Regions from separate parts of the Mus musculus genome. Here all the other regions are linked to region 2. Evidence: chromatin contacts called from public HiChIP or PLAC-seq data. All regions are on one chromosome and are shown on one strand. Each heading gives the region's core, a stretch centred on a gene start, on an enhancer-like site or on the middle of the called end of the contact. The rest is flanking DNA. Distances are from core to core; before and after follow the strand shown.

Region 1 (4,905 bases), core at 1,455-3,954, 210 kb after region 2:
GTGTGTGAAAATTCGTAGTAGACTCTTGTGCTGGAATACTTGGTACATCTCAGGCCTATGACATGATAATCTGAGTGCTTGTTACTTCTATTGAAGGGGTTGGTGCTCCTTGTCATAGATAGAGAGTGGGCTATCGATCACAGAGAGAGAGAGCTGATACTGTAAATAACCCCTATTTCACATGCTTATGAAAAATCTGTGTGTTTTCTTGCAAGTTCCTAAACTTGAAGGAACAAAGAAATGCACTTAAAATCTCCTTCAAATCTGTAGCTTTCAGCTAGAGTTTAGATGGGAAATGATTGGTTGCTGTGTTTCAAAATCCTAACAGAATAGCTGTTCAGTGGTTCCAGATGTTTTTGATAAAAACTTGGAACTGTAGCATCAGCAGTAAGAGCACAGACTACAGATTCTGTCTTCCATGGGGGAGTGCTGGGCACATCCAAAGGGGAAAGCAAACAGACTTTCTGCCCCACCCACAGCATTTTTGCCCCACCCAGAGCATTTGTTCTCTGAGAAGAAACAGATTAGCAAGGACAGTTTTAAATTGTCCTTAATATGCTTGTATGTGTAGAAAAGAGAAAAATCTAGATTTCTAGAACAACAAAAAAAAAACAGACAAAAAAGGCTAATATATTTATTTCAAACAGTCCTCTGGTGTCATTCAGAAAATTATAATGGTTTTGAAACATTTCTCTGATTATGTAAAGTTTCCAAGGACAAAGTCCATGGGTTTTATTTCTTTGTTTGCCTCTTCTGCAGGGCATAGAATGTCTATTGAATGGATATGGATCATCTTTAGTTTGATCGAGTTGGTACAGAAAGACTTTACAGTGACCAGAGCATCTCTGGTTCTCTAGAGAGATGCTTGGGAACTTGCAAGCAGGAAACATTTGATTCTAATTAGAACAGAAGGGAGAGGCAGTGAGGAGCAAACCATTTGAGAACAGAGGGGAGACAGCTTTGTGTTCATTGGGAAGAGGGGATTCTAAATTATAGCTTGGTGAAAGTTGATCCATAAAATATAATAGGCAGCCAGATTTTTTGTACACTTAAGCCTGCCCCTCCTGGACCTTTGGACCTATGCCCTTAAACCACATGATATCAAAGTTCTTGTATGCTCCTGCACAGAGTCCCGTGCTTTTTTGGTTAGCTTAAGCAAGAATTTTATTTACAACTTCATCTCTTCAATTGTCTTGTGTCTACTGTGTCTAGCATCCTCTGTACTGAAAAGCATCATGTGCTTACTGTCTACGGTGCCGGTGTGAGCGAGGCTTGCTCTCTAGAGCACCAGAAAGAGGACATTGTCCACCTTCATGCTTTTAATGGACCTGTGGTGGGATCAGGATGAGGCTTGTGTTAGAGGGAGCTGAGACAGTGGTGTTTGGGTAGACAGATGGGTAAGTGAAGAACTGGCCACCTTACCTGGGTTTGCTCCGTTGCTTTCTCCTAAGCAGACTAGCCTCCTTAAACACCTGGCCTGAGGAAATGGTGACTCATTAGACCTTCGTTACCCTTTCACAGCTTCAAAAAGAAAACACCTTTCACCAACTTTGCTTGCATTATTGAGAGAAACTGTAGTATTTAGTCCCTTCACTTCCTTTCTGTTGTGGTGTTTAAGGTTGTACACTCACATTCTCCAAATCCGTGTAAGGGGCTGCACTCTGTCCCCTTAGAGAGAACGTAGGACTGCTTCTCCCGGAAAGCATTAGAATGCTGTTTCCCTTGTTTGGTGTTGCTTTTGGCACAGAGTCTCTTTATATAACCCTGTCTGTCATGGAACTCATGTCATGGATCAGGCTATCCTCGAACTCACAGAGGTCTGCCTGCTCTGTCTCCATAGTGCTGGGATTAAAGGCATGTCCGTACCTAGCCCACTGTGGGTTTATTTTAGGGTTTTGTTTTAACCCCCTTTTCTATTCTTTCACCTCTCTTTTCTGCTTTTTGCTTCCTTGATTCCTCTTCCTCTTTACCCCTCCAATGTTTATTACAGTCCCCAGTGTCTAAAAATGAACGACTGTGTCTGCTCCTGAGGCATAGGAGACTGGCAACTGGAGAGGTCTGGAGAAGCAAGAAAACAGGCAAATGAAGTCACATAGTCCCATGATTGAGAGGTGTGACAGGCAAGGCGGTCTCAGCCACGTGACTCTTCTTAGTCCCAAGAGTCCTAAGAGACATGCGTACATTCATCCTATGCCATCTCTTTAACTTTCTTTAGAACTTTCTCAGACCCCAGATGAGACAAAACCTTAACTTGTGATGACTTCTAACCCTTGCCAGACATTTTTGTAGCTAATTCTACATCCTAGAGACATAACTCTGAAATATTTGGCTAACATTTTTCTGATATTAAATCATTCCTTTGCATTCTGCAGGGAGATGCTGTATACGCCTTGGCTGGATTCAGGGTCTCTGTGTCTTTCCTGAATGCCAAGGCTGTAGTACAGACTAGTAGTGTTTAGTATAACACCGCCTTTCTTTATTAGCATACTACTGGCATCAAAGGGACTGAGGTCGTTCCTTGCGGTGTCTGACAGAGCCTTTTTCACTGGGGACTTGTAAGGAGGAGGAGGAGCAGGAGGAAGCCTGTTGGAAAAGGAAGCCTTGTTTTTTCTCTTAGTCTGTAGATGATTCATGTTCCCACCACTGCAATTAGGTTTCCAAACCTCCAAGGCTGCTGGTGCAGGTCTGAAAGGGCAAGTAATGACGATCTTGAGAGAGCAGGGTAAAGGGTGTGGAGGCTGCGGAGGGAGGGACTGGCTAGCTAGCGGCAGCCAGCTAGGGAGGGAGGGAGGGAGGACATCTGGGGGAGTGGTCTATTTTCCTTGTACTCGGCCGGCTGGCTGTCCTTAGATATTTTCAACTTAAGTCAAAATCCAGCCCTGCTGCTGAAGAGCTGGAGACTGGCTAAAAAAGTGGATACTCTAGAAAATACCTCCAGATTTTTTTTCTCCCCCCCCCCCCCCCCGCCTCCATATAGGTTTCTTGCCTTTGTTGTTTTAAGGAATTCTCTCGTGCCATCACTTTGAAATAGCCACCTTCCTTTTAAAAAAAAAAAAAAAAACCTTTGTCTTCGTGGCTAAGTGCTTACTGGCTCTGGGTTTTCTGCATACATGTGCCAACCATTATGCTTAGCCAGTTCGTCCTTAATTTTTCTACTGGAGTTCTCGGCAGTGATGGAAAAGATCTGTGCTTCTCTTTCAGTCAAGATCTGCACAGCAGCGATCTTACTGCAGACTGCTTTTATTATGAATTATAAACTCGTCTCCGTGCTCTGAAGTTGCCAGAAAGTTCCCACTTAGTTCACAGATTTGGAGTCTGCTTTTTTTTTTTTTTTTTTTTTTTCCTTAACCCGAGAGTTTTCTATATAGAGGAATCTGGAAGCAGAAGTCTCCTCCCGCCCACTGTGAGAATTTGGAATTTCGGACCTGTGTGAGCACATTGGTCCCTGGATTCAGCAGATATCCGTCTACATTTTGTCTCTTCTTTTCTGCATCTGTACAAAATGTATGAGCGGCACAAAAGGCGCTATAGCCTGTGTGACATCTCCAAGGTGGACAGGACTGTCGATGTGGTGTTGCTGAAGGTAAGAAGGGGCCACACCTCATACAGTTTCAACATCTCAGGAAGACTTCTCTCTGTACCCTTACTGCCCGGTCTTGATCCTTCCTAAACTAGGATGAAGTGTGAGAAAGCCTGAGCTAACAGTGACAGAAGATCAAGGGGGTGGGGGGGTGGGGGATTTAAAGTTCTTTAAAGGCATGTCTGAACAGAGACTGTGTCTGTGTGTGTGTGTGTGTGTGTGTGTGTGTGTGTGTGTGTGTGTGTGAGAGAGAGAGAGAGAGAGAAAATGAATCTGCAACAAAGCACTTATTACTAAAATAAAATTTTACTTGTTCTAAGTAGAATCTAAATAATCACAAAGGAGGAATTCATTCTCAGAGCTGCCCTTTTGCTAGATGCCTCTGTTTTTCTGTTGCTTGCCCCATCCCCACACCTCAATTCCACCTCTCTTTCTCTGTGAGCTTCCTTTTCTGTCCGTCTCTTTGTCCCTTTGTCTGTGTAGGTCTTTGGTCTTTCCTATCCATCTGCTCTTCTCCTGTCTCTCAGTCTTAGTTTTCCAGGGAAACAAGAAGTCAGGATTCTGTTGGTACTGTCTCTAGTTGACTCTTTTCCTGCCTTAGCTTCTGACCAGTGATGAGCTGCATTTACATTTGTTTGATTTCACATCGTTAGTAAGGTTGGGTGTCTAAGCGGAAGGGGGCGGAGACTCTGAACTGGCTAATTGTTCACAGAAGACATCCTTGAATCTAAAATTAGTAAGGACTTCTACATTCGGTAAGGCCAGAGTCTGGGAATGTTGGACAACTCATGAAGTACTTTTTGGAAGTTTAGCTGTTTTCTGGCAAAGGCAGGGAAATTGGAAGTCAGCCAAGTACTTCATAGAAGCCAAAGAACCTGAACATCTAAATTTTGGAGAGTGAAGCAGGTTAAGTGAAAAAGGAATAATTTTGGATAAAGTACTAATCTAATGTCTGGGTTAAATAGTGGAAGTCTATTGTTGGTGTATCAACTCTGTTTAGTACTTGAGATAACCCACTTTCTTTTATGACATTACAATGTTTTGCTGTTGTATATGTGGCATGGCTCACCTGTTGTATAGTCAGAGGATAGCTTGGGGAGTTTGTTCTGTCCTTCAGCCTTGTGGGTCCTGGGGATCAAACTCAGGCTTAGCAGCAAACACCTTTACCAACTGAGCCACCTCACCCTTGTGCCACCATCCCCTGCCCCTTTGAGATAAGCACCTCCTTAACTTGGTAAAGCATCCTAGGCTAGCCTAACATTACCTTCTTCCCTTGGCCTTTCGGGTATGGGTTACAATACTTAGTCTCTCCCTACAAGAAGCTG
Region 2 (4,655 bases), core at 2,044-4,543:
GAGGGCAGGGCCGGGGCTCAGTGCTCTGAGTTAGCCCCAAAGTCATGAGTCATGGAAGTCTCAGAACACGCTCCCTGCCAAGTTAATTCCAGGCCAGCACTTGCTGAGGTACAGCTGGTTGTACAAACTCTGACTGACTGGACTGGAGTCCTGGGGAGAAAGGGCAGTGTAAGGAATTGAAGGGAGACAGACTGGGCTAGTCATTAGAATTATAGCCATTGCTCCAAAGCATGCCAGCACAGACACTCCTCAAGCCAGAGACTGAAAGCACCTGCCTGATGCAACCCCACCCTTTACCTAGGAATTCTAGGAAAGGTGTATATAGGGCATCCAGAAGAGAGACACAGATTTATTCTTTTCTCTTTCCTTTATTTCCTCTTCTTCTCTCTTGTACTTCATTTTCTCTCCCTCCCTCCTTTCTTTCTATTGAGACAGGGCCGCCTATATCCAGAATTGCTTCCACCTCTGGCCCACAATAATGCAAAACTTCTTATTTTTTTTAATGTTTTTCTTTTTTAAAAGATTACTTATTTATTTTATGTATGTGAATACATAGTCACTGTCTTCATACACACCAGAAGAGGGCATTGAATCCCATTACAGATGGCTGTGAGCCACCATGTGGTTGCTGGGATTTGAACTCAGGACCTCTGGAAGAGCAGTCAGTGCTCTTAACCACTGAACCATCTCTCCAGCCACCAATGCCAAACTTCTGATTCCCCTGCCTCTACCTCCTAATTGCTGGGAGAATAGGTGTACACCATCATGCTCTGTTTTATACAGAACTGGGAACTGAAAAACCAGGGCTTCCTGTATGCTAGGTAGGCATCCTACAAACCAAGCAACATCCTTAGAACCTACATTTTTTTTCATATTATTAAATACTACTTGTAATATAAACTGGCCAAACGACATTTATTAGTACATGCTATACTAACTACATGAGTTCTTAGAGACTTAAATCAAGTGATAAAATTTTCCTTTTTTTTTTTCCCTCAAGATCCAGGCATGTATGGTATACACTTTTAATCCCAGTACTTAGGAGGCAGAGGTAGATCTCTGTGAGTTCAAGACCATCGTGATCTACATAGTACACTCCATGACAGTTACAGCTACCGAATATAGTCTCAAACTTCCCCCAAACTCCTACCAAGGCTGAGTTCATCAGCATAGTGTTTGATTGGCATTTGATGAATCCCTGAATTTTATCTCTAACACTACAAAAAATTAATTTAAAAAAATGTGTCCTTGGTTACTGTTCTCCCTATCATTTCAGCTTGTTTGTCTGAACTTGAATGGAACGAGGGAACTTGGGCAAGTCACTATTATTGTGTGCTCCTCTCCCAGGTGTAGCCAGTCTCCCATGGGTCTCAATCATTTCTACTTCTTTTGTCCAAGAGGCAGAGACTGGGGATGTTCTCTTTACCCAGATGTCGCCTGGAGAAGAAAGAGGGGTTTGTAGATACAACTTATGTAGAAAGAAAACAGGATTGATTTTGTTGTTGTTGTTCATTGGGTGCTGGGATCAAACTCAGGGCCTTGGACATGTGAGACATGTTAGACAAGCATTCTGACACTGAGCTACATCCCCCCCACCCCGCTAAAAAATTATTTCAGATGCTTAACTTGAGCATGACGCATACTTATACTATTTTTAGACTATGTGGGTTGGGTATGTGCATGGGTTTGACTTGGTTTTGTGAATTCAAATGGCAGCTTCCTCCTCCATGGACAGAGAAAATACACCTTTGAGGACTAGAGTGTTTAAAAAGAAAAAAGGATAAAACGCAAAACAAAACACCCTCTTGCTAGATGGGATTTTGCTACAGGCGGGAGAGACTTCTTAGACACGGGAAAGACTGTTGATGTTGACAATCACATTCGCATCTCGCAGGACACGAATGACATTTGAGATTTTTACCAAAGAGAAAAAGACAAAGGCCCTCACCTTTACAAACAGGCTCTGAGCGACTTTTCAGGTCTGGATGAACAGAAGGCTATAGCCCAGCCCTGAAGTGTATCAGCAGAAGCAGTTTAGGACCACAAAGTTCTGCTATTAAAGCATTTTGCGACTTGCATTCCATTTCTGGCCATAACTAAAGGTGCTAGTTTCTCACTGTCAAATGAACTTAACTCATTTAATTAAATGTGTGTGTGTGTGTGTGTGTGTGTGTGTGTTTGCAAGAAGTCTACAGAAGTGCCTTTAATAGTTAGTGAGCTCATTTTTGGTAGCCCTATATAATATTTGAGAACATGAGCTCTTATTTTTGGTATTTAATGTATTTTTGGGGGAAGGATTTGGGGTTGGTGCTAACTATAGGGAGTTAGGGAGCATGTGGAAGTTGAAGACAGCTTTCAGGAGTTGGTTCCTCTGGGTAGTTCCTAGGGATAGAATTCAAATCACCAGGCTTGGTGTGCATCATTACTCGATGAGCCATCTCACTGGCTCCCATGCTCACTTTCTGATCAAACTTACTGACAGGACTTTTGAGTTTCGAAGACAGTTTGAAGCTGGGCTAGTGGCTCACTGAGATAATCCCAGCACTTGGGAGGCTGAGACAGAAGGATCTCTATAACTTCAAGGCAAGCCTGGACTACAGAGTGAATTCCAGGCTAGCCTTTGAGATACTGCCTCAAAACAAAGTAAAATAAGCAAAGAAAACAAAGATAAGTGGATGTGTTGGAGCACATTTTAATCTCAGCACCCAGTGTGTGTCTGTGTGAAAGTAGGAGACTGCCAAGTTCCCTGGCTACATAGCAAGTTAGAGACTGGCCTGGGCTACATGAGAAGTCAAAGAAAGAAAGGAAGGAAAAAAGGAAGAAAGAGAGAGAGAAAGAAAAAAGAAAGAAAGAAGGAAGGAGGGAAGGAAGGAAAGAGGGAAAGAAGAAAGAAAGAAAAAGAGAGAGAGAGAAAGAAAGGAAGGAAGGAGGGAAGGAAGGAAAGAGGGAAAGAAGAAAGAAAAAAAGAAAGAGAGAGAGAGAAAGAAAGAAAGAAAGAAAGAAGAGAGAAAGACCCAAATAGGATAGTATGCTTTACCAGTCAGAACCCATTATTACATTATTAGATGCATTGCTTATGGTCAGTGGGCTAACAGGCAAGATTTAGAGAACAGATTAGAAAGAAGGGCTGTGCCCTCACACAAAAGGCCTGATTTTTATGTGTTGCAATCTTTGATTGCCCCCATGCATGGGAAGGCTTTTTCTAATATGACATTGTCTTGGCAGATGAAGTGTCACATACTAAGCAGGTGATAAGCGGCATAACTCTATGGAGACATTCAGGAAAGCAAGCTGGAGACAGATGACAAGCTGGAATGTGTAACTGTCAGCACACATGGGGCCAAGGTCCCTACGTAAGAGTTATTCTGAAGTCTCTTTTGTGACTTGGCAACTCTGCTGAGGTTCAATAGACATGGGATCACTTTTAAAATCCTCCCCACAATGTGTATATGTGTGTATGTGCATGTATGTGTGTATATGTATATGCATGTATGCAAGTGTGTATGTATGTATATATGTGTATGGGTATATGTGTATGTGTGTGTATGTACGTGTGTGTCTGTGTGTGTTGTCTCTATTGCTGAATAGTCAAAATAGAACGTCAGGAGGTAGTGTTGCACTTAAAACGAAAAGAAGAGGAAAGAGACCTTTAAGAGAAAAACAGAGAAACAAAGCAGCTTTCCAAACAGACCTGCTATCCACTGCAAGAGACCAGCTGAAATCACCCGGGCTAGAGTGTTTGCTGTCACAAGCTTTATTCCCCACGTGTGCTGAGGCCAAGTCTTCCCCCACGTGGTGCTCCAGCCGCAGCTCAGCAGGGAATTATACACCCACTGGGGTCTCTAGGTCAAGATTTAAGTGCATTAACAGAGGACCTCGTCAAGCTAATGTGACAGGGAGCCATCAGATCCAGGTTGAAAGCTAAAGGGGTGGAGAGAAGAAAACAAAATTAAAATCATCCTTTCACAAACTTCAGGGCTTTTTCACAGACTGGGATGCAGGTGTTCAAGTTTTAAAAACATTATCCTAATGTCTTATTTCTGTCTGAGTTTCTCCAGTGAGTCGGGTTTGGCACTGGCAAAGCATTTGCTTTGTGTGAAAGGAAATGGGTATAGGAAGAGAGGACATGGAGGCGGAAGAGGTAAAGGACAGCTTTTCCAGCCGGTATCTGCTTCCAGGGTTTCCTAAGCCCCAGAGGTCTTGGTTTCAAGCTATATTTAACTGTGAAGAAAGTCCCCGAAAAAAATGAGACCCAATAGACTCTCCTACAAGTTGGTGACCCGTGAGAATCCTCCCAGTCAATCAGAGGCAGACTTCATGCTGGAAGTAGTCTTGCACTGGTCTGTTACGTGTAGATTTAGTTGAACACTGATATTGTTGGAGGATATGCTGGGTAGAGGTAAATATATCAGCAGGGAGGGCAGAGGGAGCTCAAGAGCATATTCTGGACAGGTGAAGCTGTGGAGTTGGCAGAATGTGATATCCATCAGCATCAGTCTGGATGGTTGGAATCAGTGTCAGAAGAAACCGGAAGCCTGCCAGACAAGATATGACTTTTAGTGAAGGTTGGATGATAGGGAAAGGAATGGGTTTGAAAAGGAAGTTATGAATATGGTTACATTAGTCTGGGCTCTTAGGGGATCACAACCAATAGA
Region 3 (4,687 bases), core at 1,385-3,884, 140 kb after region 2:
GACTGACTTATTTTCTCCTTTGTGTGTGTGTTTCTGATAAGAATCTTACAGTAAAAGGAGATTATAAAGCAGGACGATTAGGCGGCTAAGACCGTCCTCCGCCACTTAACAAGTTTGAGAATGATCCAGGCTATATGAAATCCTGATTCAAAAGGAAAAGGGAAACTATAAAGAAGTTATAAAGGCTTTTAAAGCAGTTTTTATTGCTTTCCTTTCTTCTATTGAAGTCTGGAGATATAATATAGTTCATCTTGAGATAAATAGCATAGAGACTCGTCTACTTTTTATGTTTTTGGATATTTGAATGCCTTATAAAGCGCATACTATGTATGGTATATAGTGACATTTAATGAAAATATTTCAAAGACTTTGAAACAATTTCTTATTCTTAAAATTAAACTCATCTTTACAGTAATTAACATTAGAGACTGGCCGCAATTCATAATAAAATGCTCCATTCAAAATAACTTTGAGGCTAGAGGGAGTCAGAAGGTAAAAATGCTTGTTATACAAGTCTGACTACCTGAGTTTGCTCTCTGGAATCCAGGATGGGAAGAGAGACTTGGCTTCCATACGCAGCCTTCTGACCTTCCTCAGCATCCCTGCTTTCTCCTCCTCCAGTAATAGAAAGTGAACAAAATTTAGAGACTTTCAAATGGCTGCTTGAAGAATATCATTTCAGTTTTATTGAGCCATCTATCTTAAAGGTATCTTAGGATGTGTAACAAAGTTTGGGGGTTCACTTTTACTAGGCAGTTTAGACAACGCAAATTATGATTTTATCATTTACAAATGGAATAGGGATTAGTATGTTCAGTACACTGTGTTGTGAAAGGCTTTGGTATAGGCTATTTCTAAAATCAAATCATTTTAGTTTATCTATTAATATATTTCTAGAATCAAAACAAAGGCTTCTGTTTGGTAGTAAAATTACAAATTTTCACTGATGTCCAATTAGACTCAACACTTACACACTTTTCTCTTGTTTCGTATTTATCCAGGATAGCTGGCCATGTAAGGATAGCTGGCCATGTAAGGTAGTTTCATTGTGAAGTGAAAAGAAAAAAAAAAATCTATTATATTTACAGGTACCTTTTAGCTAATGAAAACTTAGAGCTTAAATCTTACAAAGTAGTCCTATGTTTATAGCACCATGTAATTTTTATTTCTTGTGAGCCAAGACACTCTTTAGGAGCAAGGGTTGGTTATCAAATCAAGAAGTATTTTGAAATAAAAAGCTACGAGCTTTTAATTTGCACAGTCAAGAATTCTTATAATTTCCCTTAAGTTATCAGTTACTATTTCAAACTGAACACTTTATAATAGTCTATGTAATCCAAGTATAAGATAATATCTTTTTTTTTCTTTCCATTTTTTATTAGGTATTTAGCTCATTTACATTTCCAATGCTATACCAAAAGTCCCCCATACCCACCCACCCCCACTCCCCTACCCGCCCACTCCCCCTTTTTGGCCCTGGCGTTCCTCTCTTTCCAGTGATGGCCGACTAGGCCAATAAGATAATATCTTGACAGCTTTGAGTTTGTCTATTGAGTTTGTTTTAAAAAAATCAAATAATGGAAAAATTTTAAAAAATAAAAATTTGGGAAAAAAAATCAAATAATGCAGTTCATATAAGGGCTGCCCTGGAAAAGCAAACCAGGAAGTAGTTGAAGAGAGGAAAAAGTGCCCACCTGTGTGGCTAGCAGTGATGATGCTGTGTTAGATATCATTTCTACATCTTGTACCCGTGAGCACTGCACCGTAATCCTAGGGTGTTACAGCGTGACTGATAGATAATAAATCAGTGTAAATTGGATCTTGGTGTGTGTGGGGCGGGGGGGGGGGTTCTTATTCTTCGCATACAAAGTATACACACACGTAAACAAACCTAAGGCATATCAATGAGACTCAAGATTCTACTAGGTAGAGGTTGAATAGGGAAAAGCTAAAAATGGTTTCTAGGAGTAATGAAAATAGGAAAAAGGGTTGGAAAGCACTGCTTTCAAGGTTTAGGCTAGAATACAGAAATCACGCTGTAGAGTTCAATAGCCTGCCCTTTTTCACAGTACACATGATGGGGTTCTAAGTTTGCTGTTGTATTTTTCTTTGTTTTTGTGTTTTGTCCCTCACTGTTATTCCCCTGCATGTAGAGACATTCTATAAATGCATCAAATTCGTTTGCCCGCCCTTAGTCTGCAGGATCTAGCAGTGTGGTCTTGTCTGTTTATTTGATCCTCTCTGGAGGGGGTGGAGAGCAGTCTGCAAACTGAGCATTTCACTTTTACTGTTCCAGAGGAAGAAAACCACATCAGGTTCTTAAACACGTCTATGATAAACTGAGTAGTAAATCTAGTTTATATCCCATTGCTGACTAATAGAGTCTCCTCTTTCTGTGTGGGATTGGCCTGGGCTGGTCCAGTAAGCGCTTTTAGGGTACTTTTTTAGATCGATGATAAAAACAAAGGCCGGATTGTTTTAGTCTCCGAAGAAGAGATGGCCCAGGGTGGGATGTGTTCCACTTTTAGCTTAACAGGAAATGAAGTAATTTTTGGGTCATAGTTCAGTACTTTTGTTTATTTGTAGCAGTTTTGCGTTTCCATGGGTGCAGATGCTTTAGACAGTGATAAAATGCTTGCAGGGAAAGAAGCCTGCAGGGAGGCTCTCCCAACCTCAGGCACACGTACTTTTGACCCACAGGGCCTAGGATTTACTGAGTTTAAGAAGACTGTTAACCTTAGATAACTTGCTTCTTACCTGGGTGCTTCTGGGTGCTTTTTGTTTAAGTCTTTTCTCCTGTTGTTTTTATTTTTATTTTTATTTTTTCAGTTCTGCAGTGCTAATAAAGTTGTTAGTTGTCCTACAGGCTTGCTGGCTTGTGAAACACTTTGTCAAGATTTAGTGATCTATTTTTCTGTGTGATACTTAAACAACAGTAGTGTTTTGAGTATAACTACCAGTTCCTGGTGCCTGTTTGCCATGTGCTTTGTGTGGTGCCTGCTGATATTTTCAATACTTCTGTAAGGTTGATGGTATCATTTTATGGTCAGAGAAAGGCTTCAAGGCTGGGTGTGTGTTAGGATGACCACACCTTTCTGCAAGAGAACTTGGCACACAAATCTACTGTTTCCTTCATTATTCCCTGTAGATTACTTGGTGGGTAACAGATCCTTCAGACCTCATACTTATGTTCTGTTTTCATTGTAAACAAAATTGACACTGCAGGGTCCTAAAATGCACTTAAACTTAGGACTTTCTCCCCTCAACAGTTTCTGGGAATTTTGTTTCTTTCTGAATCCTATAGGATAGCTTCTTTTAGAAATTGAGTAAAATTTCAGTACTTTTCCTTTAAAAAAGAAATAGCTCTGCTTATGTTCCTCTTGTTACCAGGAAATTGAGTGGAAACAAAAACACCATGGAAACTAGTTGAAAATTGTTGCTATTGCACTTCCCTACTACAACTTCTGTTTTTATTGTATTAAATTTGCTATAATTTCCCATCCTGTCTTTGTACTGTAGCTTTAGACTAAGGCAGACATAAGATTAATATTCCTCCTCCTCCAGCCGTAATCTGTCTAGAGCAAGCTTACAGTGAGTCTTACCTGTGCTTCTACACTGAGACCAGTTTTATTCCTAGATGTATATTACACAACCCTTAGTTTTAAACAATGGTAACCCCTTTATTTTTCATTTTATTTGAAAAGACACAGGGACTAAAAACTAATCTTGAGCTTGATAGTGATACTCTGCCAATCTTGAGTGTTTTGGCCACACGGTAGGTACTTAGTACTTTTTTTAGAGTTGTCTTTTATTTTATATATTTGCTTGTTTTGCCTGCATATATATATGTGTACCACTTATGTGCATATGGAGGTATCTTAGTTACTTTTCAGTTCTGTAAGAGTACCATGACCAAGACAAACTTAGAGAAGAAAGATTTTATTTGGGGCTTACCGTTTCAGAGGCTGAGTCTGAGTCTGTGATTATCATGAAGGGAGGCATGGGAGCAGGCAGGTAAGCATGGTGCTGAAGTAGTAGCAGAGAACTCACATTTTGATCCACAAGGAGGAGGCAGAGAGAGCTGACTGGCAATGCCATGGGTTTTTGAAACCTCAAAGCCACCCCAGTGACACGCATCCTCCAATAAGGCCACATTTTCTAAATCTTTCTCAAACAGTTCCACCAACTGAAGACCACTTATTCAATCATATGAGCTTATGTGGACCTTTCTCATTCAAACCACCACATTTCACTTTCTGGCCTTAATATGCTTCTAACTATATCATAAAGCAAAATGCACTATAAGTCCACAGAATTTTTCACAGTGTCACTATCATTTCAAAATCTAAAGTCTCTTCTGAAACTCAAGGCAGACGCAGTGTGGGTACATACACACTACCACCATGACCACCACGACCATCATCCCAAAAGCTGAGCACGGTGGCACAGTGAGGAAAAAGTGGACCAAAGCAAGACTGAAACGCAAAAGGGCAAACTCTTAAATCCTTGTAGTTTAGTCTCTGATGTCAAGGGTGGCATCCACCCTTCCAGCTTTATTGTCTGTAACACACTTCTCTCAGGGTGGTTCTACTTCCTGTATGCAACTTTTCCTGGCAGGCATCCCGTGGCTCTGGCACTTCCAACATCCTGACATCTTTGATGTAATTCAGGCTTCATTTTCCTAGCT

What was found. HiChIP or PLAC-seq counts read pairs in DNA pulled down with a chosen protein or histone mark.
Region 1: an H3K27ac HiChIP or PLAC-seq map of heart atrium shows a contact between it and region 2, with 5 read pairs. The contact joins two enhancer-like sites. A contact is called at or near these places in 2 of 484 Hi-C or Micro-C datasets (nephron progenitors and uterus), 1 of 115 datasets of contacts at active chromatin or transcription factors (heart atrium) and 1 of 9 other capture datasets (adipose tissue).
Region 3: a contact with region 2 is called in an H3K27ac HiChIP or PLAC-seq map of heart atrium, with 5 read pairs. The contact joins two enhancer-like sites. A contact is called at or near these places in 1 of 484 Hi-C or Micro-C datasets (nephron progenitors) and 2 of 115 datasets of contacts at active chromatin or transcription factors (heart atrium and pancreatic cancer cells).

Annotation. Positions count from the first base shown.
Region 1 is chr7:75,639,882-75,644,786 of GRCm38.p6, forward strand. All of the region lies in intron 8 of Akap13 (A kinase (PRKA) anchor protein 13), which reads left to right. Among named protein-coding and RNA genes, the nearest start is that of AU020206, 140 kb to the right of the region's middle. Within about 2 kb of position 2,705, at least 228 of the 459 cell types and tissues checked have an H3K27ac peak or open chromatin away from gene starts, as enhancers often do. A contact at or near this core is called in heart atrium, where this site is marked.
Region 2 is chr7:75,427,463-75,432,117 of GRCm38.p6, forward strand. Gm46017 (a long non-coding RNA gene) reads right to left here. Exons shown (of 3, transcript XR_001778347.1): 2 at 3,692-4,535. Among named protein-coding and RNA genes, the nearest start is that of Gm46017, 7.6 kb to the right of the region's middle. Within about 2 kb of position 3,294, at least 9 of the 459 cell types and tissues checked have an H3K27ac peak or open chromatin away from gene starts, as enhancers often do. A contact at or near this core is called in heart atrium, where this site is marked.
Region 3 is chr7:75,572,952-75,577,638 of GRCm38.p6, forward strand. All of the region lies in intron 3 of Akap13 (A kinase (PRKA) anchor protein 13), which reads left to right. Among named protein-coding and RNA genes, the nearest start is that of Akap13, 120 kb to the left of the region's middle. Within about 2 kb of position 2,635, at least 221 of the 459 cell types and tissues checked have an H3K27ac peak or open chromatin away from gene starts, as enhancers often do. A contact at or near this core is called in heart atrium, where this site is marked.